Regions from separate parts of the Sus scrofa genome. Here all the other regions are linked to region 3. A link is a contact called in public promoter capture Hi-C data. All regions are on one chromosome and are shown on one strand. Each heading gives the region's core, a stretch centred on a gene start, on an enhancer-like site or on the middle of the called end of the contact. The rest is flanking DNA. Distances are from core to core; before and after follow the strand shown. Region 1 has its middle 34 kb from the start of ATP1A1. Region 2 holds the start of LOC106508382 (proline-rich protein 18-like). Region 3 overlaps LOC110260339 (a long non-coding RNA gene).

The links. Promoter capture Hi-C pulls out the DNA fragments that hold promoters and counts their contacts.
Region 1: a contact with region 3 is called in a promoter capture Hi-C map of liver, with 5 times the contacts expected there. The contact joins two enhancer-like sites. A contact is called at or near these places in 1 of 5 promoter capture datasets (liver) and 1 of 47 Hi-C or Micro-C datasets (embryonic fibroblasts).
Region 2: a contact with region 3 is called in a promoter capture Hi-C map of liver, with 9 times the contacts expected there. The contact joins the promoter of LOC106508382 here to the enhancer-like site in region 3. A contact is called at or near these places in 3 of 5 promoter capture datasets (fetal liver and liver), 15 of 47 Hi-C or Micro-C datasets (embryonic fibroblasts, fetal heart ventricle, fetal liver and 8 more) and 2 of 2 datasets of contacts at active chromatin or transcription factors (alveolar macrophages and skeletal muscle).

Annotation. Positions count from the first base shown.
Region 1 is chr4:104,416,026-104,420,301 of Sscrofa11.1, forward strand. No RefSeq gene overlaps it. Among named protein-coding and RNA genes, the nearest start is that of ATP1A1, 34 kb to the left of the region's middle. Within about 2 kb of position 2,381, at least 5 of the 83 cell types and tissues checked have an H3K27ac peak or open chromatin away from gene starts, as enhancers often do. A contact at or near this core is called in liver, where this site is marked.
Region 2 is chr4:104,382,322-104,386,641 of Sscrofa11.1, forward strand. It overlaps LOC106508382 (proline-rich protein 18-like), which reads left to right and starts at 2,127. Exons shown (of 4, transcript XM_021089985.1): 1 at 2,127-2,681. The coding sequence starts at 2,129. ATP1A1 (ATPase Na+/K+ transporting subunit alpha 1) reads right to left here and starts at 2,000. Exons shown (of 23, transcript NM_214249.1): 1 at 1,956-2,000. The coding sequence starts at 1,967.
Region 3 is chr4:104,252,138-104,256,543 of Sscrofa11.1, forward strand. The region is part of intron 1 of LOC110260339 (a long non-coding RNA gene); the gene reads right to left. Among named protein-coding and RNA genes, the nearest start is that of CD58, 84 kb to the left of the region's middle. Within about 2 kb of position 3,039, at least 6 of the 83 cell types and tissues checked have an H3K27ac peak or open chromatin away from gene starts, as enhancers often do. A contact at or near this core is called in fetal liver and liver, where this site is marked.

The sequences.
Region 1 (4,276 bases), core at 1,131-3,630, 160 kb after region 3:
GACAAGTGGGGAAGAAAGGGCAATCACCTATACTTCTGTAGATGGGATGGGGGAAGCCCAAGAAAAGACCCAATTTGAGTGATTAGCTGGAGTGATGAGTTTCCATATTTGGGGGAGATGAATAGAAGTGGGGGTTTATAGCAAATTTTTTTTTTTTCTTTTTAGGGCCACACCCACGGCATATGGAAGTTCCCAGGCTAGGGGTTAAATGGAGCTACAGCTGCTGTTCTGTCCACAGCCACAGCAATGCCAGATCAGAGCTGCAGCTGTAACCTACACCACAGCTCATGGCAATGCCAGATCCTTAACCCACTGTGTGAGGCCAGGATCAAATCTGCACCCTCATGGTTACTATTTGGATTTGCTTCCACTGTACCACAATGGGAGATCAGGGCTTTATGGAAATTTTTGAATCCTTAGCCCAAAAGTTTGTATTTTTTCCTAGACGCAATGGAATATGTTGAATATTTTTGAGCAGGAGGATGATAAGAAGTCATAATTCAAAGAAATATGGGGGAAATTATAGCTGACGTCGGAAGACCTGGGTTTGACCCTTGACTCATCCTTGCCCTTTCACAACGGAAATGCCATTAACTTTTCTTGAGACATAACATGAGGGTAATTGTCACTCTTCCAGGGCAGTGTTAGGAAAATGACTGATGTGATTTGACATCAAAAGCAAAGGCAACAAAAGCAAAAATAAACAACCCAATCAAAAAATGGGCAGAAGATCTGAACCAATATTTCTCCAAAGAAGACATACAAATGGCCAAAAAACACATGAAAAGATGCTCAACATCACTAATTATTAGAGATATACAAATCAAAACTACCACCTCACACCAGTCTGAATGGTCATCATCGAAAAGTCTACAAACAATAAATGCTGGAGAGGGTGTGGAGAAAAGGGAAGCCTCTTACACCGTTGGTAGGAATGTAAATTGGTACAACTACTATGGAAAACAATACGGAGCTTCCTCAGAAAACTAAATATAGAACTACTATGTGATCCAGCATCCCCGTCCTAAGCATATATCTGGACAAAACCACAACTCACAAAGATACATGTGCCCCTATGTTCCTAGCAGCACTATTCAAAATCACCAAGACATGGAAACAACCTGTGTGTCCACAGATGGGTGAATGGATAAGGAAAATGTGAATACACACACATATACACTGAGACACGATGGAATATTAGTTTGTTATAAAAAGGAATGAAATCTTGCCATTTGTGGCAACATGGATGAACCTTGAGCACCTTATGTTAAGTGAAATGAATCAGACAGACAAAGACTAATATTGTATGATCTCCCTTACATACAGACTCTAAAAAGAAAAGAAAAAAACAAGCTCATAGACACAGAAAACAGACTTGTGGTTGCCAGAGGTGTGGGGCAGGGATTGGGTGAAATGTGTGAAGGTACAGACTTCCAGTTGCAATAAATAAGGCCTGGGGCTGTAACGTACATCACGGTGACATATTTGAAAGTTGCTATGAGAATAGGTCTTTAAAAATAACGCGGTGTGAAAGCACTCTGCAACTGGATTCTACTGGGTCTATCTCCTTTTTTTCCCTTGACTCAGTTTCATGAAGTGAACCTGCCTCTGGGCTTCGAGAGCCTTGTACATTGGCACCAGCCAGGCAACTCTGGACGGCAAACCCCAGGTATGCCTTGACCTCCCTTGAACAATAAGGAACTTGGCTCACATGATTTCGAGGTCTAAAGGTAAGGTAGGTTTCCGGATTAGCTGCAGCATCCAATCTGTGCACAACAATGTCTACAGGAGGAAACACAGGGTCAATGCCAGTGGCTTCCCTGAAGAATGAGATTTTCTCAGAATTCCCCCACCCCTCAAACCTCTCTTCACAGCTCCTTTTCCTAAAGGGATCACATACCTATTCTTGGAGCAATTGTTAACAAGGTGGGCTGAGCTTATCTTTAGATCCAACGTTCTCAGCTGGGGGAAGATTTTTCTTCCCCTCCTGCCCACATCTAGGACACTTGGCAACATCTGGAGACATAGCTGATGCTCACTGTTGGGCGCCATGAAAGCATGTGTCACTGTCATACAGTGGGCAGAGGCCAGGGAGGCTGCCCAACATCTCACAAAGCGCAGGACATTTCCTCCACAATAAAACAAAAGATCCAGGCCCAAATGTCAATGGTACCAACATCGAGAAACCCTGACTTAGACTGATTACCTTGTGCTTGGAGCTTGGTATGCAGGTAGCAGCCATGAATGAAAGTATGGAAGGGCAGTGGCCACTTGAACAAAAGTGAGACTCGCTTGGGAAACAGAGGGGAAAAGAATGGGTCCTGAGTCAACAACCAACCCCGTGCACTGTAGCTTTGCTTCACAGAGCACTTACCTCATTGTGCGGCTGCTGTTTACTTACCCTGTGTTAGTTTTCTATTGCTAAATAACAATCGGCGCAAACTTAGAGCTGTAAAACACCACAGAAGTATTACCTCACAGTTCCTGCAGGTCAGACATCTGGGCATGGGGGCTGGATGCTTTTGGCTCAGGGTCTCACTGGGCTGAAATCGAAGCATTGGTTAGGGCTGCAGGTCTCCTCTGGGGTCCTCTTCCAAACTCATTCTTGTGGTTGCATTCATTTCTTAGAGGTTCTAAGACTGTTTCCTTACTGGCTTGGGGCCATTTGGGGTCAACTGGGGGCCAAGCTCAGCTCCTAGGAGTCACGTACACTTCTTACCAAGGAGCCCCCTCACTCTTCAAGTCAGCAAAGGTGCATCAAATCCTTCTCATGCTTTGGAACTTCTGACCTACTCTTCTGCCACCAGCCAGAGAAGACTCTGCTTTTAAAGTGCTCATGTGATCTACTGGATAGCATAGGAAAATCTACTCAGTAGTTTGTCATAACCTATATGGGAAAAAATAATGGGTGTATTTATATGTAGGACTGAATCACTTTGCTGTACACCTGAAACTAATGCAACATTGTAAGTCAACTATATTCCAATAAAATTAAATAAACAAAATCAAGTGCTCATGTGATTTGGTCCAGACAATCTCTCTATCTCAAGGTCAACGGATCTGCAACCTTGACTACACTAACCAAGTCCCACCACATCAACACCTATATTAGTGTTTGTATGAATACCTAGGAAAAGGTGTTGTGTGTGTGTCCTAAGCATCTTTGTGTTCTGGTTTTCAGCAGAGTAGCTGACAAGCATTGTTTTCTCAATAAATATTGTTTGAATTACTAAAGAATACAACAAATTCATTTCCTTTTTTTTTTTGATAGAATTATGAGATCTGTCACTTGGGGGCATGTTATAAAAGGAGAACAATGCAATCTTGGAGCTGGAAGGTACATATGGTCATGGAGGGATCTGTTGTTCATTCCAGGGATCCACATGTTCACAGTGTGGGGGTTATGAGTTCAAGAGCACCATGGTGCTGAGCTCTGTATTCTTTACAAGGCAGACTACTTTTCTGCATTGCCTTTTTGGCAGAATTGGCGAACTGCTGACTCATATTAAACTTGCAGTTCACTTAAAGCTTTCCTGCATTAACTGGTATTGTGCCAGGTCTCATTTTGTACTTGGGCAGATTTTATGCCACTTCCTTTCCACTCATTCGTATGCCATGGGTTCTGGCCTATCATTTCAGTCTTTTGGGAATTCTGATTTTATTATATTCAGCTTCTTGGCTCTCCTGTCTAACTTTATAATACTTGAAAATATAATAAGTACATTTTCTTTGTTTCTGTCCAAATAGTTTATAAAAATATTGAATGAGACAAGGCCAAATTCAAAGCCCTGAGGCATGTTACTTGTTCCAAGTTGACAGCAATGATTTAATCAACATGCTTTGTATAAGGTTGCTCAACCTGTGATGAATCAACTCTTACTTTTATTTCTCTAGCATATCTACAAGGAAATATTGTGAAAGACAAATGTTAAGCAAAACCTACATTGTTTGAATATAGAGGATATATTCAAATATACTCTTAGGAATACAACACACATCTTTTGGAATCAGGTACATCCACATATCAGAAAATCCTCTGCCAAATTCTCAGATACACTGTGTTTTAAAGTACTTCGTTTTGTTCTTCCATAGAGACACACTATCCTTGGACCTTCTGATTGTATCAATTGCCTTCTAATATTTTCTCAGTAACAGGTGAGCCTCCTTATCTTTATGTGGATCTATAAGCTGGCAAGATTTCCACTTCCTTAGCTCCACAGCCTATGGGAATTTCCACTTGGGTGAAGAGATGATTGTCCTAACTTGTGAAGATTAA
Region 2 (4,320 bases), core at 877-3,376, 130 kb after region 3:
TTATGAAAAGGAAATATAGGTCTATGGATATAATCCAGTTACTCAAACATCTGGTCCATTAATTCAGCATCACGAACACCCCAGTTTCATCTGAAAAATAACTTTAGAATTCTGCATGTATAAGGCAACGTTAAGGAGGGAATGAGTATTTAGGCCGGGGAGGAATCAGGGACTGGTGTGTCACTAACCAACCATTTGACCTTGAGCAAAGCACTTCACCTTCCTAGGCCTTGGTGACATATCTACCATTTCTCCAGCTCCCCCAAACCAGTAAGGTGGCTCAGAAAACATGATTTTTTTCTGGGTTTTTTTTTTTTTTTGAGGGGATAGAGATACAGAAATGAGCTTTAAGGAGCTCGTTTACTGGAATGCCCTAGGATTTGATGGAGTGGTTCAAGTACAGTCACGAACTCAGTTTCCACCGTGGGCAGTATAGAGGCTAGCACTCAGCTCTTGCCTTCAGCTACTTGACCTGAGCCAGCCCTCCACTTTGGTGCTTTTAAAAGATACAAGTTGTGCATTCCCACTCTTCCTTACTACCAGGTTCAAACCTTTCAATGACCTCCTTCAAAATCCACTTGGCATTTCCAGAGAATGCACCCTCCTTCTCTGCCCATCGCTCACTCCACACCCAGGAGCCTGCCCAACCTTCAAAGACCTACTACGGGCCGGGGACTGTGCAGGCTCTGGACACAATGGAGCAGATGCTCTCCCACTAGTATTCTCATGACCTGGTCATTTTATCTCATTTTTTCTTCTGTTATTTTGTATAAACTTTTCTCAACAGCACTCTTGGCCCCACTGGAGTCCAGGACCTAGTCTCCTGCTGTGGTTACGGGTTATCTCAGCCCCGAGTTATAGAAATGCAGGAACAAGCCGTTGTTCTGGTATCCCCAGAGCGCCCGCTCCTCCGGCCCGGGGGACCCCTCGTTGCTTCCGACCCCTCTTCCGCGGGTGGGCGCTCCCACCGCGTTGCCCCGCCTCCCGTTCTTTTTCGGGTTTATTGTACCCGGAGGCCCGGGTGGATCTGCTTGTGCTCCTTCCTGCCTCATCGCTCTAAAAAACTTACACATACCCTCCCCACCCTCAAGATGACCACACCAGTGGCTCCAGCTGCCTCCCGGGAGCATCCTGTGTTTAATGGAAAGGGGCCCATTAAAGCTCTCAAAAGTATACCTTAAAGGCCATCTTAGGGCGAAGACACACCCTTTCTGGCACCAGCCCGCCAGACCGGCTCCGCAGTAAGGGGAAGCCAGTTTTTTCCTTTGGGGAAGGGCGGCCACCTCTCCGGGCAACTGGCTAAGCCCTGGCGCCTCCAGGAGAAAAAGCCTGGGACCCTAAGGCCGCCCCCGCATCGGAAGACCCCCATCGCCCAGGCCGGAGCCGCGGCGGGAACTACAGCCCGGGAAGGGGCCGGGTAGAGCGCCCCAGGGGAAGGGGAGGAGCACGCCTTTCCTCGGGGCACGGAGGGCGGAGGGAAAAAGGAAGGCGAGAGACGGGAGGTGAGGGCGGGCGGAGGGAGGGAAGGGAGGAGGGAGGGAGCGGGTTGGGGATGCCGCCGGCAGCCCGCTCCTAGCCGGGGAGGCCCAGCGGCTGTCCTTCCTCTGCCTCCGGGGCCTGCGACTCCCGAGCGCCGCCTCCAGGAGCCCAGGGCCCGCGACGCGTTCGGGCTCGGGGGCCCGCAGTCCTTCTCCAGGCTCTGCGCACCGCCTGGGGCTGCCCCGCTCCGGGCCCTCGGCTCTCCCTTCCCCCGCCCGCCCCTCATTACAGCGCTCCCTCCATTTCCAAAGTGCGTCGTCTTTTAAGCCTCTCTGCTCTGCCAACCCATTCCGCGCCGCGCCGCTTCCTCCTCCTCCGCCTCCCGCTGGCTGCGGTCGCCCTCCTGACTTCCTCCTCTTCCTCCTCCTCCCCTCCAGGGCTCCCCGCACCCCTCCCCAGGCTCGCTGGACACTCACCCCCTTCCCCATAGTGGCGGTGGTCTGTGTCCCGCGCCGGGTCCTGTTGCTTGAGAATCAGAGAGAAAAGAGAGCGGCTCCCGGCCAAGCAAGAGCGGCCGGGGGAGCGGAGAGGAGGGAGCTAGGGCTGCTGCGGGGCGGGAAGGAGGGAAGACGGCCGGCGGCTCGGGCCGATGCCACTGCTGCTGCCGCCGCCGCCGCCGCCGCCGCCGGGGCTGCTACCGCTGCTGCTGCCACGTGTCCGCCTCCTCCCGCCGCTGCTCTGCGCCCCAGACCCCGCCGCAGCTCAAGCCCGCGCCTCCTCCTCACTTCCTAAAATATGCAACCTGCGTGCTGGCCCCGCCCACGCCGCGGCACGTCACCGTTACCGGAGCAACCTGACACCGGCCGCGGGCCTGACTCCGCCCCCGCTTCAAACCCCACCCCCGCAGGCCCGGGGCCGCGCCGGCTGCGGCCGGTCGGGGCTCCCGGCAGGAGGGCGCCGGGGCCTGGGGCGCGCGTGCCCAAGTCCCGAGAGGCGGCGGCTGCGCCACTGCGGGGCGCGGCGACTCGCTGGGCAGCGGGGACTCGGCGGCCCTGCAGCTCTCGCGTCCCTCCTCCTGCCTCCCTGCGTGACCCGCCTGCTTTGGAGGGCACGCAAGGTCCGCAGTGGGTGCGGGGACGTCCGCAGAACTGGGCCCCCGAATCTCCGTGGACCTGGGACAGAAACCACGCGCTGGAGCATCTGTGGGTATCCGGGAGCTCCTCTGGGACTAAGGGAAGCGCGGGGATGGGGGGGTGGGGGTTGGGTGTGCCTGCAGCCAGCGCCCGCAGGAGGGACTCCGCCTTCCTGCGGAGTCCAGGCCCCGCGTCCACCTGCGGATGGCCTTCCCAGCCAGTCCTTTGGTGCCCCTCTGAATGCCTTCTCTGGTCTTGGGGTCTCCGTTATCCACAACCCATAGGGCTTGAGCTGGCTTTGCCAGAGGTCCCAAGACCCCCCCCCCCGCCGCCGCCGCCGCCGCCGCCGCCTTCAAGACCCCCAAATGTCAATCCAAAGGGCCTGCAGTGAATTCATTCATGCCACTGTGTGAATGAAAGTTGTTTGTCCAGATTGGGGGTTCGCTTTTGAGAGAAGGAATACTTGAAGCCCAATATCTTTAGCAAAAGGGGATCCTTGGAGAGGGACTATTAGTGGGCCTGTCTCACGCCTCTCCTTGCCTGCCCTCTGACATAGCAGGACCTCTTTCTGCCTAGGAGTGGGTGCTGTGAGGGACCTGCGCCTGCAGTGTGGTGACGGGCCCAGGACCACCCGCCCAAGAGCCCTAGCCAGGCTCTGCTGAGCCGCTTTCCTCCCACTACAGCTTCTGCAGAGGCTGCAGTGGCTGGAGGTCTCCAACAGTTAAAAAACAAAGTATTATTAACAATGTTTTCAGGAAGTCAGGCATACTCTGGGAAAGCACAAGATTTGCAGGAGAAAATCACTCCATATCTCTGGGAATTCCAACAAGAAACACAGAAAACATTCACTTCCTAAGCAAGTTAAAACTAGTCCTGTCGACATCAAGTATTAATTTAACATGAATAAATAAAGGTGTGAAGCTTGAAAGAAATGGAGGAGGGAAGGAAGAATGAAAAACAAAGGAGGGAAAACTAGCAACTGTGCTATCAGTTAGACCATGAGGGTAAGTCTTGCTCCTTAGAAGAAACTGTTTCTTCCATGAGTCTCTTTCCCTTTGCCCAAGAATGCATTGTCAAGAACTGGTGCCTCCTCCATCTTCAGGCTTGGTTAAATCAGTGCAGACCCTGAAGAGCAAAGGCATTGTAAACGGAATTCAAATTCATGACTGCTGGAGAAAAGAGCCCCCACATCCAGAACAGGGTTCCCAATGCCGCTAATTCAACAGAAGGAATTTATGGAGCGTGATCAGGGCTCTGTCTCCAAGGGTCTAGAAAATGCTGTATTGGCATCCCCCATTACTGCTAACCTGTAGGAGGCTTTTCCTTGCTAAAGATCTCTGTTTGTTTGAAATTACTTATCCCTTGGTCTGAATGGAAAAAGCACACAGCAAGAACGACAACATGCAGAAAGTCTCAACAGTGTAGATTTCTCCTGCGAAAGGATCACCTTTTCCTCCCTTAATAAGAAAATTAGCTTTTTTTTTTTTTTTTTTTTTGGTTCAGCAGTATAACCCTGAGAGATCAAGACATGTCCCGTGGTCTCTACAGCTGTTTCTTTGGCAGCTGAAGATTGCCGAAGGTCCTTCCTGGAGGACCTCCGAGCTCTAGCTGCGTTCCAGAGTGGGGAAAAGGCATAAGATAAGAAATATTGGGACTCCCCATTGTGGCTTAGCATTAAGCGACCGAACTAGTATTCATGAGGGTGAAG
Region 3 (4,406 bases), core at 1,789-4,288:
CTGCCGGGCAATGGCAGTCTCCTCTGAGACACCCCCCGACCCCCAGGGAAGTTGGGGAAAGGTCTAGAACTGTGGTGCAAAGGTGCATCTTGGCTAAAGAGCCAGAGAGAACAACCACCTGTCTGAGTTTTCTGTGTTTCTCTACTTAAAGGAAATTGAAAATTAACCAGTACGTGTTTATGAGCAGCAGCTCCGTGTTTTTTGTTTCTGAGCGGCTCAGGGCTGCCCCCGAGGCGGTTGTCCATGCCCTTGAGGAGTTGAGCATCACTGCGAGTTGACACATGCATGTGCAAAGTTTGAAGAGCTGCACTATTTCTAGGTGAGGGCTGAGCACAGGCTGAGCGGGTTAGAGGGCAAGAGAGAAAGGGGGAGAAGCCTCTTGGAACTGCCTGCTCGGGAAATCTTTGGGGGAAAGTGGACTCTGCAGGGGTCTTAAACAGATGGAGAGAAAGCAGTCAGAACAAAGCTGTGTTTGGAAGGCGGTGGAGAGACTCAGCTTTCAGAAGCATCCAGTCCGTGGCTGCTTCGACTCGTCTCAGAGGAAATGTTGACAAAAATAACCAATAATCAGTAAGCATAGAAGAGGAGTTCCCATCATGGCGCAGTGGTTAACGGATCCGACTAGGAACCATGAGGTTGCAGGTTCGATCCCTGGCCTCGCTCAGTGGGTTAAGGATCCAGTGTTGCCGTGAGCTGTGGTGTAGGTTACGGATGTGGCTGATCCCTTGTTGCTGTGGCTGTGGCGTTGGCCCGCACCTGTAGCTCTGATTTGACCCCTAGCCTGGGAGTGTCCATATGCCACAGGTGTAGCCCCCCCCCCTCCAAAAAAAAATTCTTTACATCTGGTCACCGTGTCCTTGTATGTTTGAGAGGCCACAAAAAATTCACGTTAAATCACATACAAGCCCGAATGGCTTCCCCACACCTCAAGAGGAACATTTATTTTATCAGAAGGCTGGGCACCTGCAGGGAAGGACCCCCTTTTCTGGCATTGGCAGTACCCTTCAATGTCAACCGAGACCCAGGTTTGACTCTTGGGTCTGCCATTTAGGGGCTGGCGGGGCCTGGCCAAACGCCTCAACATCTGTGCGCCTACATTTCCTCATCTGTAAAAGGGGAGCAGTGGTGCTGCTTATCCCAAAGTGTGTTGGGGGGATGGAGCCGAATGTGACAACAGGTCAAGCATCCAGCACGTAGCAGGGCTCTAGGAAGGCAGGTCCCTTGCTTTCCTGGCCCACTGAGAACGCGCCGCATTTGAGACTGGAGGAGGCAAACATTCCAGAAGTCCTCTAAATGCCCTTGCAGGGGTAAATACACAGATTGATCAGCGGGGAAAAATACATTCTCTCCCAGCCTGTGGGGTGAGTGGACCATGCACGCTCGTCTCCGGATGTTTGACTTCCTGAAGCTTCCTCGAACAATGCCATCCCTGTCTCGGCCCTGCTGGCGAGCAGTCCCATGAGAGCCAGGTCCTTGTCACATGTCCTTTTCCTGGAGTGAGTCACTCGAGAATTGGGCTGTAGTCATAACCTTCACCAGCTCAGGGAGGTGAAAGCGGGTCGGAATGAAGGCAAGCACAGTCCCTTCCGTCGTGTTTTGGCCCAGGCCTCAACTGGGCGACTCAGAAAAGTAGGGTCACACCATGAATGAGATAAACTGAGCGGGCCCCCTTGGAGTCCACAAACAAAAGGCCTTTCAACAGCCTGTGGCCCCAAGTCTTATCTACTGCAAGAAAATCTAGCCAGTCACCATCTGGCGTGAGAATGGGTGACCCTAACGAGACTTCTCAGCCCCAACAGAAATTGGAAAAGCCATTAAAATTCTTTTTCTTTTCAAACTGGAGTAGAGTGGCTTGACAACGTTGTGTGAGTTTCTGGTGTACAGCACTGCGATTCAGTTATACACATGCGTTCTTTTCCATGTGCTTTTCCCACTATGGGTTATTAACTGGATACTGAAAGTTGTTCACTGTGCAGTACGGTAGGTCTTTATTGGTTATTTATTTTACATATAGTAGTTTTTAAGGATAAGCCATTTTTATTTTTTCCCAAGGAAAAAGTATGACAGTGGACAGAGGAGGGGAAAATCTAAATAATGGATAGAAAGATGTATAGAATTAAATTTTTTTTTTTTTTTGCATTTTAGGGCCATACCTGCAGTATATGGAGGTTCCCAGGCTAGGGGTCGAATGGGAGCTACACCTGCTGGCCTGCACCACAGCCACAGCCACAGCCACGCAGGATCTGAGCCACATCTGCAACCTATACCACAGCTCCTGGCAACGCTGGATCCTTAACCCACTGAGTGAGGCCAGGGATTGAACCCTCAACCTCCTGGTTCCTAGTCGGATGAGTTTCCCTTGTGCTACAATGGGAACTCCTAGAATTTAAACTTTGGAAATTGACAGCATGTTTTTCTTCTTTGGTTGCAGAAGCATACAATAATTTTATGATGGCCAGGATAAAAATAAACACACAGCTCTCCATGCAGCCGCTATGACCTTATATTTTCCAAAACTTGATGTAGCCTTGGGAATTGATGGTCTTTATCTGGACAGCTTCTGTGGTAGAGCAGAAAAATAACGGGCAGGGAACTGGGCCAGCCTAAGTGCCACGACACCCTGGTCATGAGACCCTGGGCAAAAGCCTCCTTGCTGCTCTGGGGCTGAGGTTCCTCAACTGAAAGAGGAAAGGTTTATCTAGGTAATTTAGTTTCCTTTTAACCCCGCCCCCCAAGCTTTGATTTTCATGCCTCCTCACATTTTGATCCTTAAAACAAACAAAAAAGGGAGGCCAGCCATCCTTACCAGCCCCACTCCATTCCCTCACACAGACCCTTTTGTGGAAGGGGGACCCACATTTGTCAACTCAGATGGAGCCCAATTCAGATGGGCCATTGCGTGAGCTCTTCGAATTCATGCCCAGTCCCCAGGTGCACCTCTTCCTTGGAGCCGTAGCCCGCTCTGCAGCTCAGTCCTGCCCTTTGAACTTAGATTTGAATCCTGCCCTTTCTGAACTTACACACTAGCTAGAAATCCATTTACAGATCTTCCGCCCTTTGGCCAGTGTCCACTGTTTGCGTCTTTAATGCTTTTCCATTCAGGTGCTCCCTTATCACCTTGTGTCTCTGTTCCAGGGGACACCGTGCCCTATAACTGTAGGGAACAAGTACAGATGAATAGCCAAAAGTCAGGCTGATGTCAACATTTAGCTGCTAGGGCGTTCCCATTGTGCTTCAGCAGGTTAAGAATCCAACATAGAGTCCATGAGGATGCGGGTTTAATCCCTGGCCTCCCTCAGTGGGTTAAGGATATGGCATTCCTGCAAGCTGTGGCGTAGGTCACAAATGCGGCTTGGATCGGGCATGGCTGTGGCTGTTTCGTAGGCTGGTAGCCTGGAGACTTCCATATGCCATGGGTGTGGCCCTAAAAAAGGTTGGGGGGGAGGTCAAAATTTAGCTCTTGGGGAGGATGGAGGGACCAATCCCCACCCCCTAACTCTGTGGAGGACACCTAGAGGTGAAACTGGTTTTAGTAGGGTGATGGCAGGGTCAGTCGTGAGTTGTGATTCTAATCAATAACTGATAACGTTGCACATGCATTGAGCACCGTGTGCCTGGCCATGTGCTAAGCGTTTAACCACGTCATCTCACAACTACCATTTGAGGTAGAAGCTAATATTACCCCCACTTGAGAGAGAGAAACTGGGAGTTAGAGGTGAAGCCATTTGCTTACTGTCCTATAGTTAGCAAGCAGAAGAGCTGTCACTTGAATCCAGGTGTTTCTGATGCCAGGGCCATCAGCTATTAAATAGTTGTTCTTAGTTTAAAAAAAAGTGTTCCCTACAAGCTCCCTCCTTTCAGAATATACCTCTTCTCTCTGACACTGATTCCATCCTTGGTGATTTATCTGAGAAAACCTGATGCTGATGCTTTCTCTCTCCCAGGTGACAATATTTGAAATGTGGTGGGAGCTTTGCAGGGACATGCTGACAAATCCACTGGGGCGGGTAGGATGGGGAGAGCTCTAATGTGTAGCATTTGCCAATTTCCATGGTGTAAATGCTCCCAGCGTGATCAATTTCAAGCTGTTATGGCAGCATGTAAAATTCCTGAATATTTAATCATTGACTTCTGTGCAGCTCTTTCCAGCACACCCCTGGGGCCCAGAGGATTGTATTGTAGCTAAAAGAGTGCTCATGTTAGCTGGGAATTCTCGGCATCCAGGGCCCGACTGAGAGAGGGCAGCCCCTGGGGGTGGGGGCTTCCAGTGCTCTTTGAGGGGGTCCTCGGATGCTTCTCCCTAGAGGTCTGGCCCTGGGTGCTCTGGGAGACCTTGCTGTGCCCTGTGCTCAGCAACCCCTGGGCTCATATATTACCAACTCTCTGAGGCTTTAGTTCACCACCTC